Regions from separate parts of the Sus scrofa genome. Here region 1 is linked to region 2. The links are chromatin contacts, called in public HiChIP or PLAC-seq maps. All regions are on one chromosome and are shown on one strand. Each heading gives the region's core, a stretch centred on a gene start, on an enhancer-like site or on the middle of the called end of the contact. The rest is flanking DNA. Distances are from core to core; before and after follow the strand shown.

Evidence for each region. HiChIP or PLAC-seq counts read pairs in DNA pulled down with a chosen protein or histone mark.
Region 1: a contact with region 2 is called in an H3K27ac HiChIP or PLAC-seq map of alveolar macrophages, with 3 times the contacts expected there. The contact joins two enhancer-like sites. A contact is called at or near these places in 1 of 5 promoter capture datasets (liver), 5 of 47 Hi-C or Micro-C datasets (blood, liver and skeletal muscle) and 2 of 2 datasets of contacts at active chromatin or transcription factors (alveolar macrophages and skeletal muscle).

Annotation. Positions count from the first base shown.
Region 1 is chr7:11,530,422-11,536,808 of Sscrofa11.1, forward strand. The region is part of intron 4 of JARID2 (protein Jumonji); the gene reads left to right. Among named protein-coding and RNA genes, the nearest start is that of JARID2, 180 kb to the left of the region's middle. Within about 2 kb of position 4,425, at least 17 of the 83 cell types and tissues checked have an H3K27ac peak or open chromatin away from gene starts, as enhancers often do. A contact at or near this core is called in alveolar macrophages and liver, where this site is marked.
Region 2 is chr7:11,464,959-11,471,777 of Sscrofa11.1, forward strand. The region is part of intron 2 of JARID2 (protein Jumonji); the gene reads left to right. Among named protein-coding and RNA genes, the nearest start is that of JARID2, 110 kb to the left of the region's middle. Within about 2 kb of position 1,998, at least 7 of the 83 cell types and tissues checked have an H3K27ac peak or open chromatin away from gene starts, as enhancers often do. A contact at or near this core is called in alveolar macrophages and liver, where this site is marked.

The sequences.
Region 1 (6,387 bases), core at 3,175-5,674, 68 kb after region 2:
GTTTCCCTCCAGCTCTGGCAGGGCTCACGCCTTCCCTTGTGCAGTTAACAGCCTGCCCTCGTCCTGTCCTTTGTTGAAGGGGGAACTGAAGGAGGAGAATGTAGATGTGCTGAGTTTCCTGGCGTGAGTCTTCCTGTTGAGTCATTGCCTTACTCTTCTGTGAAACGCATCTACAGTTTTCCCTGCTCACTGAGCAGTGTTTTCATTTCATGAGTCCTAGCTTAAATTCATTGGTGGCTTTATAATTCTAGAACTGAGGGATCTTGGACATTCAGACTAGGGAGCTCTAACTTACCTAACTGCACCAGCAGCTCCAACAATGCATCCTGTTTCTACTGGTGGTACTAATTCCTGTAGTATTTTCTGTTTTCAGAATCCTTCACCGTTGGAGTTCCTGCTGTGGCACAGTGGGTTAAGGACCTGGTGTTGCCACGGCTGTGGCATAGGTTGCAGCTGCAGCTCAGATTCAGTCTGTCCGGGGAGCATTCATATGCCACCGGTACAGCCAGGAAAAAAATCGTGTAGCATAAAAAAGAAAACCAAGAGTCATGTGTGGGGGAACCCCGGTGAAGTTAGATTGCTGTACTCTGCATCTCAGATGAAAAGCCCATTTCAGAAAGCATGGGTTAAAAATCTAAGATGCCTAGCATTGTGTGACATAGGAGACCAAACAAAGATAAACTTGAGGACGGAGCCCCAGTGGAAGGGATGAGCTGGGGAGGCGAATGCCCCTTCTGCACACCGGGAGGTTCCCACGTCCACTTCTGAGGGTCTTTTCTGCGTGTGCGGTTGTGATCTCTGGTCTCTGAGGGCATTTTGGAGGGAATGGAGGGAGGCAGGAAGCTCTCTCGAAGTGTCCAGCTGGAAATGTTCTCCTAGGGGCTCATTTACAAATTGCTGGAGGTGCGGCCTCCGACCCTGCCCAGGGCTGATGGATGGCTGCGAGCGTGGTGTTTGGCGTCGTATTGACACAGTGGAAGACGGATGCCTCTTTGATCAAAGGGAGACCATTAGGGCATGTTTCGGCTGGTGGAACTGAAGAAACTCCTTCTAGAGAGAGTAGTTACACGCCTCCTGGCCCCCTGGCCTGCTGCTCGCATCTCGATGAACAGGACTCAGATGTGGCCGCTCGGTGCTGTGGCCTCTGCCGAAGCCAGCTGTGTGGAGGCTTGCTCTCAAGTGGCTGCTTTCTCTGAGTTACTCAGTGCATTGCAGAGGCATTCTTTCCGGGAAACCTCAGCATGTCCTGGGTTCTGACCATCTGTGAGGTCACGACGGTTTATCTCTCTCCTGGCCCCCTCCCTCCAGGGCGTCCTGGGCTCTGCCTTTCCCTGCAGAGGTGGCCAGCCTGGTGGGATGGTGGCATGTAACCTGAGAGTGACCATGCAGGAAGCCCCCTCAGCTAAGCGCCTCCCGCTGCACCTGAAGTGGCTTGATCGCTTGGGGCTGGGCAAGTGGCACGGGAGAGACGGGGCCACGGGAAAATAGCACATCTGTTGATGGGAAGCGTCACAGAAGTGGGTTGTTCCTCATGTGGCAGGACCAGGGAAGCTAGGTTAAAAGATAAGATTTTGGAAGTGTGGTCACTTCTCAGCTTTTAGCTCATAAATTCTGTTGCTGTTCCCTTTGCTTATTGGAGCTTTCCACCCTTCCCCTCACCTCCCACCCAGTTTCACACTTTTTTAAGGTCATGTAGAACTTTTGGACTCTCTCCTATTTCTTTCCCTCTTTTCCCTTTTTGTTCTCTGTCCTTCTCTGTCTCTCTCTATCTCTCTCTCTCTGTCTCTCTCTCTCTGTCTCTCTCTCTCTGTCTCTCTCTCTGTCTCTCTCTCTCTCTCTGTCTCTCTGTCTCTGTCTCTGTCTCTGTCTCTCTCTCTCTCTCGGCTCCACCTGTGGCACATTGAGGTTGCCAGGCTAGGGGTCTGATTGGAGCCACCACTGCCTGCCTCAGCCACGCCAGATCTGAGCTGCATCTGTGAGCCACACCACAGCTCACAGCAACCCACCAAGATCCTGAACCCACTGAGCGAGGCCAGGTATCAAACTTGCAACCTCACGAGTACTAGTGGGGTTTTTACCACTGAGCCACAGCCGGAACTCTGTCCTTCTCTTTTGTACTGTCACACAGAGATAAGTGGAGCTGGGTCATGCTGAGGCCTTATGATGGCACCCGCGACAGATCTGTGGGCTGTGGCCTTCTTGGGAGGGGATAAGCTGACCTGTGGCTGTATCATTTCCTATTTCTAGAAAATGGGCTCGAGCAGGAGGGATTAATGAAGGGTTTAATTGAACAGGAAGTCTTTCAGCCCTTTGGAGTTGCTGCAGTGATGCGTACCGCTTGGGTATTAGGTATGAGAGGTTCTACTTGTCTCGCGCTGTTTCCTGGAACTCCGTGGGGATCAGACCTTGTCAGGGCACTCGAATGTTACAGACCGAAAGGGCGTAATAGTCATTTGCAGCACTGGGTAGAGGGGAGGCTTGTTTGGGTCTCTGCACACCACCAGTCTTGCCTTCTGCTACTGGCCTTGCTCAAATCCTTTGGAAATCCTTGGAGCTATGTTTATACCGTCTCAGCAAATGCAAATACAGTATTTCTGGAAAGCGGGGATAGGTGACTCAGTTTATTAATGGCTGGGTTTTGTTGGTTAAATGGCTGTAAGGTAAATACTTGATGACAATGCCCCTTCTGCCTCTGGGACTGACTTTGTCCTCTTGGTGAAATTCTCATTTGGGAATTAAGGGAGGTCTAGTCAGAAAACCTTCTCTCCAGACCCCTGAGAAGGTTCTTTGAGCCACGCACAGTTTCTGTGGTGGATGTGTGTGTCCTGCAGACATTCTGTGAGTCTCTGCTTGTCATCTGCTGCCACCCGCAGACATGACGCTTTTCCACTGGGTGCTCGTCCCTGATGTCAGATGGAGGGGCTGTGGGTTCTCAGCCTGGGACTTCCACAAGGCTGAAGAGGACGCGCTGGGGGGACTTTTATACCCTCAGCCCCCCTTTTATGGAGGTGTCTGAGGTCCCGGGATGAGTGTAAATGTGGGGGACTGTTGCCCTGGAATCGGCCTCCATTCTCCTGGCCGGTCTGGTTTGATGCAGCAATGCCATTTGGAAGGAGGTTTCTGCTTCCTGGTCTGACCTCGTGCAACCTCGAATGTTGGTAGAAATTCAGTGTCGCTTTTGGGTATGCTAGGTATTGTCAGAAAAGAAAGTGATTTCTCGGAGTTCCTGTTGTGGTGCAGCAGAAATGAATCCGACTAGGAACCATCAGGTTTCGGGTTCAGTCCCTGACCTTGCTTAGTGGGTTAAGGATTCGGCGTTGCCATGAGCTGTGGTGTGGGTCGAAGATGTGGCTTGGATCCCATGTGGGTGTGGTGTGGGCCAGCAGCTGTAGCTCTGGTTTGACCCCTAGCCTGGGAAACTCCATGTGCCGCAGGTGCGGTCCTAAAAAGCCACAACAACAACAAAGAGAGAGAGAGAAAATGATTTCTATGCCATGGCTTCTTTTGCCTCCTTTGAATTGATACAATTTCCAGTGTTTTTATTTAAACTTCTGTCCCCTGTTGTGTCTGCTGGATCTGTCATGGCAGCCTCCAGTGACGGTGAGCCTGGGCTGAGTCTTGAGTCTGGATGCTGCCTGAGCACCTGTTTTCCATTGGGAGAACGTCCCATTACTCCAGGATCACAAAGCACAGACAGTAAAAAGGAGGATGATGGCTCTTCCTGTATTCGTTAGTGATTAGCAGATTCTTTAATTATGATCATGTGTCCTCATCTCTTGGCAGTTGTCATAAAGACCTAGACCTCTTTGATAAACATTCAGGAAGAGACCCTGTGTGGACGTGAGCATCTCTGCCATGGGACAGACTCTCACTCAGCACTGGGTTGGTGGTAGCCTCATTAACACCCATATGTTGCAAATGACACGTGATTATGTTCAGCCTGCTAAAGAAGTTTCTGTCGGAGTCCTCCATGATTCTGAGTGAAGGAAGCATGTTAGAACATAGTGCCTTGCTTTAATTTTGCCTTTTCTTACTTTTCTGAGTGGTACTAAATCACTTTTGAGGGAGGGATGTATTTCAGAAAACAGTCCAGTGGATTTTAGCCCTAGGTATATTGTCAGCATATAAAATGTTGAATTGTGAGTTGCTGTTTATTTTCCATAAGCAGGCAGGGAACTTGAGTTGTTCCTTATTAGCAAAGGGTATTGCTAATAAAATTGTTCATCTCCTACTTGATGTAAACCGTGGCTGGTTTCTTAGCTGGTGTCAGATTTTAGCGCACTCCTAAAAATTGGTTAATGCTTAGACTTGTCATAAATGTGTGAAAGTCAGAATTCCCCCTTTTCTTCAGGGCCATCCCCAGACTGGTGACTGAAGACTCTCTACTGCCATCTATTGGTGCTTGTTGGCTACTTCATGGGATTTCCAGTGGGTGGGGAAATTGTCCAGAATCCCTTTTCTATTTGCCAGCCTTTAAATATTACAGTCCTTCCTGTCCTAGAGGCAGAGGATGTGAGAAGCTGAAGGAAGCCTACTCCGTATCTTTCAGGGACTCATTGGCCTTCTGAGCACTGCCTTTGTGCTTTGGTCTGTCCTGTGATGATGAAGTTTCGAATCTTACCCATTGTGCAACTCCGTGGAGAATGTTTCTGGTGGCAAAGCCCTATAGGATCGACTCCTCAGACTGCTTCCGATTCTGCTGGATTTTTTTTTTTTTTTTTTTTTAAATGAATGAGCTGTGCAGCATTGCAGGATGAACTTCTTGTTTTAACTTTTGTTAAAGAACGAAGGAAAATGTGGTTCTTGTCTCCCGGAGTCATTCACTTGTCCCAGCTGTCGTCTCTGCCAGGATTTGAGGAGTTCTCTGGCAGTGTGCAGCCGGGTATTGAGTAACCTAAAATTGAGAAACTGCTAGGGGTTTTGTTGAAATAGTATTTTTAAAAACAAAATTGGCAGCCCCATCTGAAGAGAGAATAGAAAGACAGATCAGCATTTCAACTGGCTCTTTGGGGCTTTTACAACTGAATGTACTTTTGATAATTTGTTCACACCTTGTAACTACAATAGTGTATTAGGAATTTCTTTGGCCAGATCCCGGCTGGATTAAGATTTTAAACTTCCATGTGTTGGCCCTCTGACTTGTGTTACCTTTTTTTTTTTTTTGCTGTAAGATACAGTTTTTGCTCAAGACCGCCCTGAACCCAGCAGTCTTTGTGGAGAAGAGCATTTGCAACTCCTAGATCCTGCAAATGGTTTGGAGTTGGAGTCCTGAAAAGAAGATTATGCTGCCTTGAGGTGCCAAAACTGGTGGCTTTCCACTGGTGTAAGCTATAGCACATATGACACTTGTGACTGACAGAACAAAAGGGCTTTGTTGCCGCTTTAATTGTTGATTAATGATGATCCGTCTCAAATTTGACATGGTTGCTTTCTAGAACACAAAAGAAGTCAATGTCAAATACTTCCTTGATCATGACAGAGTCAGGGTTTCCAGGCAGCCTTGGTTCTTTGACATTTCAGGATGCTGCATCAGACTTTAAAACAAAACAAAACCAAACCCCACATAATGGCACCATTTTATTAGCGGGATCAGAAGTGGTTCTGCATTTTACTTCTCATACCAGGTGTGTGGGTTCACCTCTAAACCCTGTTTGTCTGGGGAAGATGCAGCATGTGTCTTGCAGATATTTTGTGCTTTTGCTCTTCTCCTTTCTCTCTGATGCCTGCTTTCTGAGGGAGTGCAGTATTTGTGAGCCATTGGAATGTCTTGCGGGGGTGGTGATGGTGTTGGGGTTGCAGTGCTCGCCTTCTCCTTGGCGTTTTGGTGATGAGTATATTTCTAAGTGGTTCGGTTAGCCTTCCTCAGGATATCTCGGCGTTTTGAAGGAAGTTCAGGTGTTTTTTAAAATGAGTGATTTTAATCGGAAGGATTAGGTCCTAAGGAAGCAGCGTATAGATGATATTGTTGTTAGTCGTTTAAGGGAATTATGGAACAGCTTTTGGAATTGTGCCATCTTTTAAAAACATCTCTATTTTATTTTTTTTTTTTCCAGCCCTGCCTTCTGACGTGCAAGGCAGCATACGTATCTCACAGTCTGAAAGTTAACATGTTTGCTGTTTTGCCTGACAACCTGTAGTTAGGAAGAAGCAGGCGCTAGTAGTCTTTAGCAACACAGGCATTTTGGAGATGTAGGTTTTTATTTCCTGCTTGGCACAGGCAAAAAAGATCAGTACTGGAATTCTAAACGAAAGATTCGTCTAGAATTATGAGATCATGATGCAGGAGGAATTATTCTTACAGGAATTACTATATTCAGGTTTTATAGGTGAAATCAGAGAAGATGGGAGCTAGAGTGGGCCTCAGTTTTTTCCTTTTCATAGAGGAGG
Region 2 (6,819 bases), core at 748-3,247:
TGGGTGCCGTAGAAAACAACGTTGACCACTTAGTGGGAATTGTTTTCTGACTCCTTCCTCCAAGTCTTAGGGCCCAGCCAGGAGCCGGCATCCAGAAGTGGCTGCTCTGGCTCCTTCTGAGCTTCACTTGAGAGAGACAGGTGATAGTTTGTCTCACCTCTGCGCGTCCTTTCTGATTGGTGACCACTTGAAAGGTTGCCCGCAGGGTCTCAGCTGCTGTGCAGGGTGTCCTGTGAGCATATTTGGGGTTCCTGGGAGAGGGGGCCTCAGGTCTGCCTCTGTCTGCCTGTGGTGGATGTCGGTCACTTTTCTCATTTGCGTGTAAAGCTGTACATAGTAAGGGGGCATCAGGGGGTGTGAGACAGAGACTGAGCACGTGATTTATGACTTGGGATCACAGAACCTTCTCACAAGCAGCAGCCGTAGAGGTACAGCCTGGCCCCTGCTGAGCAGTGGGTTTCCAAGGTCTCCTCTGCCACATTATTGAACTTAAGACTTGGGGCTGTGATGGCCAGCGGAGCCATTTCTAGAACGTCTCTGGAGTGTGTGAAACAGTCCTTTTCCTCCGTGTTCAGCCCTCTGCCTTCACTCACTATTTGGAAACATCATTTCCCCTAAGTTTCTAAAAACCTACTTAGCCATAAAACGACTTGTCCAGGTCATCCAGCCCTTACCTGACTTCACCCCTGACTTCGGATGAAGAAGTTACCGATGTTTTTCTGCCCTTAGATAAAGAACTCAAAGTTGGAATCTAGGTTTGATATTTAACTACCAGCTGTGTTTCACATCTCTAGGTTTGACACATGGTCTGAACTTTGACCTGTATCTCCCAGCATCTGAATCGTCAACTCCAGCTCAGCATGTCCAAAAACTAAGTTTTTGGTTTCTCCCTCCCAAAGTGCTCTCCTTTCCCCCAACTCCATGTCCTGAGATGAATTTGGCGGGGGGTGAGGGGGGGTGTTACTCTTTGACCCCTTTTTGCTCTCACAGTCTACATCAGCACCCAGTTGGCTCAGCTTTTTAAGTGTTTCTAGAATGTAACCGGTCCTCATAGCCTCTTGCTACTTCCTTGTCTCTTCAGCTTTTGTGTAGGCAGTTGTCACAACCGTCCATAGTATCTGCCCCTCCCCACACACCTCCCATGGTTTATTATCAACCCAGAAACCTGTGTAGGCTTTTGAAACCTGTAAATCAAAATTTTACTTCTTTGTTCTAAACTCTTCCTTGGCTTCCTATTTAAAGTAAAATTATCATCTCCCCACTTCTGCTTAATTCTTTCACACATATTACCCCAAGTGTAAATTGTGCTTAATACACGCTGTGCTCATCACCTGAGTTTGGTTCCTCGTGTCATTGACGTGTCAACATAGGACGAACCATGACTTGCTTCTAGAAGGCCGCATTTGCTTTCTCAACAGCTTTGTTTGAAAATGAGATTGCATATACACTATGTCGCCTTTTGCGGGGGTCAGCCCTCTTCACTTTGGGGGAGCTTTGTCAGTCTGTAGGTAAGCAAGCATGAGTCTTTCCAATGAGTCATTTACTGGTCTCTCAGGCTTTACAGAGCTAAAAAAAACCTGCATGAAATGTCATTTTACATGGAAGAACTAATACTAGATAGAACTGGTTAGGATACAGGAGCCCATGCAGCTTTTCTGGTTTAGTTTAGGTGGCAGAAATAATTGTGATCTTTGCAGGTCATTGTGAAATTGTGATATAATTAAATCTTGTCATTGGACCAGGAATAGATTGGCAGTAGGTAATAGCTCACTTTGAATAAGATTGATATCTTGTGTTAAGGATCCTGGCCACATTGAATCATGTATTCCATGCATTATACAAACCAGGAACAGTGGGTAAATACTGAAACAGAAGCTGGTAAATTGAGCCTGATTGACTGCTGATATATTTCTTTGGTACCAAAGTATTGATGTGAAAGAGATTTGAGGATGGACTTTTATCTCTGTGTATTTAGAAAGTCTCTTCTTTATTTACTGTTGAATTATTGTGGAAGTCATGATCAATATTTAGTTAATAAACACTGAAGCTCCAGTTGCCTGCTCTCTGTTTTGAGATAGGGATACAAAGCTGTCGCCTCTACTTGAGATGCTCACCCCTGGTCAGTTAGGGGTATTGGGAGCTCCACAGTGGGAAGGACTTAAAGCCTAAGTTGGGTTGATGGTGCTTTTGTAGGCCACGCTGAGAAATTTGGAAATTCCCCCTTTAGTTAGTCATGGGGGAGCTTTTGAGTAGGGGAAGGAGTGCCACGCATTGATGGTTTTAGAAAGTAACACATTGCAGTGATTCATAAAGTAGAGATTGGGAAGGGCAGAGGAAAGAGAATTGAAAACGGTGGGGGAGGAAACAGGAAAACAGGGGAGAGTCAATAAATTGCATTATATTTGGCAATTATAATATGTTTCATGGCAGTGAGAAGTTATTATGCAAAGTCAAAATGAGAGTCAGATCCCTTGCAAAGCTGTGTACACCCGTGGTTCTCAAAGTGTGTTCCCTGACCCACAGCGTCAGCATCACCCCACCCCCAGTCCCCACCCTGGGAGAGACTGGGGGTGGATCTCGCAGTGTGTGGTTTGTTTCTCACAAATGTCCAGGTTGGCAGCCCCTTCCTTGGTTTGTACATCTCTGGAAATAGAGAATTCCAGAACTGGAGTTTAGGTCTCTCTTAAGATTGCTGCTTCTATGTGTTCATTATTGAAACGGTTTTGAGTGCCTGCCGTGTACTAGATTCACCCTACATGTTGGGAACACAAAGATGAGTCCACATGGCAGGTCTGCAGTTGCACAGACTAGCCAGGATGCGGTCTGCCCGAGCCTCCTGCCCCTCCTCTGGAAACGTCTGTGTGGTGCTGCTCCCCTGGCTGGCTGCAGAGGAGAGAAGGTGCAGAGGCAGGAGTACGTGGCCTGCCCCGCAGTGGCCTGCGTTCACTTAGCATTCGTGGGAAGCGCTGTTTGGAGGGGAGATGGGCAGGTACCTGGTTTCTGGAGATGCATTCCTGTGATGGTAGGATGCAGACCAATCCCAAAGTGGTCCTTAACTCCGGGGACCTCTGGAGGGTGTGAGAAAAAGGGGGAAAGGGCAGACATGGCGCGGTGTTCATTTATCTGAAATGCAAGGTTTATTTGTGTACTTTACTTGAACTTGAAATGTTTCACAAAATGGCCCCACAGACCCCTAATTGTTCTCCAGTGCAGCATGAGTAGACAGCCAGTCCCCTGGGAGTGTATATTCTTTGATGCTTATTTCCTGGGTGGAGGTCCGTGTAGAGCTCGTAAAGCCAGTCAGGTGTTGACAGAGCTCATAGAGTGACCCCAGCAGGGCCCTGGCGGGGGGCGGGGGGCGGAAAGAAACAGGAGTGTAAACACTGCGCTCACCCTGGGTGTGGCTCACTGGCCCTGGCAGGAGGCACTCCATCTCCGAGGTTTGGGTCCCCCTGTGGGTGCTGGGAGACTGGTTGGTGGAGTGCTGGCTTTTGTCTGGTCTTAATCCCAGAGGATTTACTTTGTAGGGAATTACCAAAAAAAAAAAAAAAAAAAAATGGTTTGAGGGCATCTTCAGGGCTTTCTTGTAGACTGAAGCATCCTAGACTCCATCCTCAGAATTTTCTGTGCATTCTTTGCGGATCTGGAAGGCACGATGTAGCAGAACAAATTGGAACCACTTCCCTGAGAGTTGTAGAGGGGATATCTGTTCTTAGCTAATTTGGACTCTGGTTTTCTGTGCCAGGTATTCTCATATTCTAGAATTTTCCTGCTAAGCTGAGTAGAGCATAAAAGTACGTGTTTTGAAATCTCGGGAATGTAGTGAAATGCACGAGAAAGTAACACAGTTGAAAACCCGTCCAGTTAATTCGAAGTGCTGCCCTAGAACAGCGCTGTCCAGTAGAACTTCTGTGTGGATGGAAACATTTTGGGGCTGAGCTGCCCATTTTTGGAGGCTTGTGGCTGTTGAGTCCTTGAAATGTGTCCAATACAAGCTAAGGAACTTAATTTTGAATTTTAATTAAGTTAGTCATAAATATGGCTGGCGACTACTCTATTGGATAGTGTATCTTAGAACGTGCCATTTGGGGGGACTTTGGGGGCATCCTTATTAGCATAAAAAGGCTGTAAAGATAAAAAGATCCAAATCATTCAGAATTCCTTTGGGACCCTCCCTGATAATAGTTTGTTCCCAAATGAGGTGGTTGTAGAGTCACTTTGCATCATAGCTCATTCTGGTTTTTTTCTAGGCAGGGATGTCTTGGTAATTTGACTTGATCTCCCCCTCCGTCCCCCCTTTGAAGGTAGATCGCCAGTGTGATTTCTGCTGGATTCTTGGGGATAATCCTGCTGATTATGTTGAAACAACAAACTGTCAGACCAGGAATTGCAGGGGGGTTGCAGGCGCTCACTGCTGTTCCCTGACTGCACCATTTAACCGTGAACGCGCCCAGGCTGCTGCCGCCTTGACAACGGCGGGTCTGACACGCTCAGACGCAAAAGAGCTGACTTGGCAGCTGCCCAGCAGATTTTTATAAAGCTCAGTTGGTGGCCGGAGATTCAGACTGTCAGAGTTGTGTTATGCAATAAATCGTTTTCAGCAGAAGTTCTTAATCCAATTTCAGCTGTAGCTTTTTTTTTTTTTTTTAAATAGGCGGTAATCAAAGATAAGTACACATTATTTAATGGGAGTTTGGAAGAAGTAAAACTCTCCTTGCATAAGCATTTTCAGACCGTTTACTTATCCTGGGAAGCATGTCTTTCGGAGAAAATTTGCTGCTTGAAGTGCTTTTAATTTAAAACCAAGGCAAAGGAACATCATTCATGAGTTCAGTAAGTCAGTGGCTTCCTGGCCACTTATCTAATTTCTAAGTGTGAATATTCCCTCATTTCTCTTTGATGTTTGTGTATTGACAGTTGAACCATTTTATGGAATTTAAAATGGATTAGCATCAAATTGACTTGAGAAATTGAGTTGATTTCTAGTGGAGAAAATATTTTGTTAAAAGAGGAAGAAACAGTTTTAGCCTAAGTTGTATCTCTCACATTTTCATTCAGTGTTCTTTCTCTGGCTCGGTAAATCCTTGTTTATATGGAGTCTGTGCCAAGAATTAACATCTCCAGCAAATTGTCATCATTATTATTATTGTTATTGATTCTTTCATTGTTCTTTCAAACTGTTGATGGAAGAGGCTGATACTGCAGATAGCAACAGATTGCATGAAGTAGGATGATTTTAACAGCAGGTATATGCAAAAATGTTTCTAGACATTTTTCCGTGGAAGGAGGAAAGGGCTATGAATTAATAAATCCCACCTCCCTCTTCAGAGCTAGTCTTTCTTTCTTCCCACACCTGTGGCATATGGAAGTTCTCAGGCTAGGGGTCTAATCGGAGCTACAGCTGGCTGGCCTACACCACAGCAGTGCCAAATCCAAGCCCTGTCTGCAACCTACACCACAGCTCATGGCAGTGTCAGATCTTGTAACCCACTGAGCGAGGCCAGGGATCGAACCCACAACCTCATGGTTGTTTCCGCTGCACCCTGACGTGAACTCCAGAGCCAGTCTTTCAATTTTGTTTTCTTACTGGTCATCTCTATCCACCCCCACCCCCCCCCAACCCCTGGCACCACGATGCGGCGTTCCCTGTTAATCCAGCTCAGCGTGAGGTTGGGCATTGGTATTAGGCCATCACATACTTTTTCAAAAGGGGGAGGAAAGCCACAATTCCAAGCCCAGAATTGTTTGTCTCAGCACTTGTAGGTTTTAATACAGGACTTACATGTGAGGAGAAGGTCTTCCTAACTGTGAACTTAAATGTTCTCTCCCCTCCCAACCTGCATCCCGCCCCCATCTGCTTAGTGTACTTACCAGCGGGTGTGAAGCGCAGTGGATTTGCTGTGCTCTCTCCCTGTGGAGACAGGAGTGTTTTCTGTGCACTGTGGTGGCATCTGCAAGTGCCTGTGTGCACGTGTCTGCACCCCCACCGCCAAGCAGATTGACATTTAAAACATGACATGTGGGAAAGTTGTAGATGTCAACTTAAAATGCAGGTGTGTGTCGCACGTCTGTTCTGCTGTGTCTTAGATGCTGGCATTATTTTATGTGGTGATGTTAAAAATGAGCTGCATGGTACTGAAGACCTTTTTAAAATGGATTTAAATCTGCTGGAAGGGACCTAGTATGACCCAGTTTCGACCAGTTGTCCCAGCATCCTTATTAACAGTGCCTTTGGTTGCGATGATAAATTACTTGGTCACTACCTGAGATGGATGAGGCTTTTAAGCAGTTTGCTCACAGGTAGTGGGAAATTAACTCTCTTTCATTGGGACCCATTTCATTTTTAAAGAATTGTATTTGTTAAAAAATTTTTTTGATCAGAAATGTGCTTCCCAGATCTTGTGTGTTTTCATCCTTGTTTGCCTTCTCCTGAACCAAGACGCCTTAAATTTGAAACTGTCAAAAAACTGTGATCTGGCGAGATGGCATAGGCTGCTTTGAGAGATGCCCTTAGAAAGCCATGTTCTTTCAGGTATGGAAGCCAGCTGTAAAGGCCAGTGAGAGAAAACCCTGCCCCCTCCTCCCCTCCCCCTCCTCTTAGTAGTTTTCAGCTCCAGCTGATGCTCATGAATATTCTTTTTCATAGAATATTTACATTCATATCTTGAAATTAGTAACTTGAATGGTGCTTTTATTTAGGCACCAATGCGAGTTAACACCTTTGATGTTTTCTCTTTAATAACAAGTTTCTGAGTTTCCTGGTCTGGTACCTGCCGTGTAGAGGACCGACGGACTGGTAGCTGGTGGCTGCACCAGCTC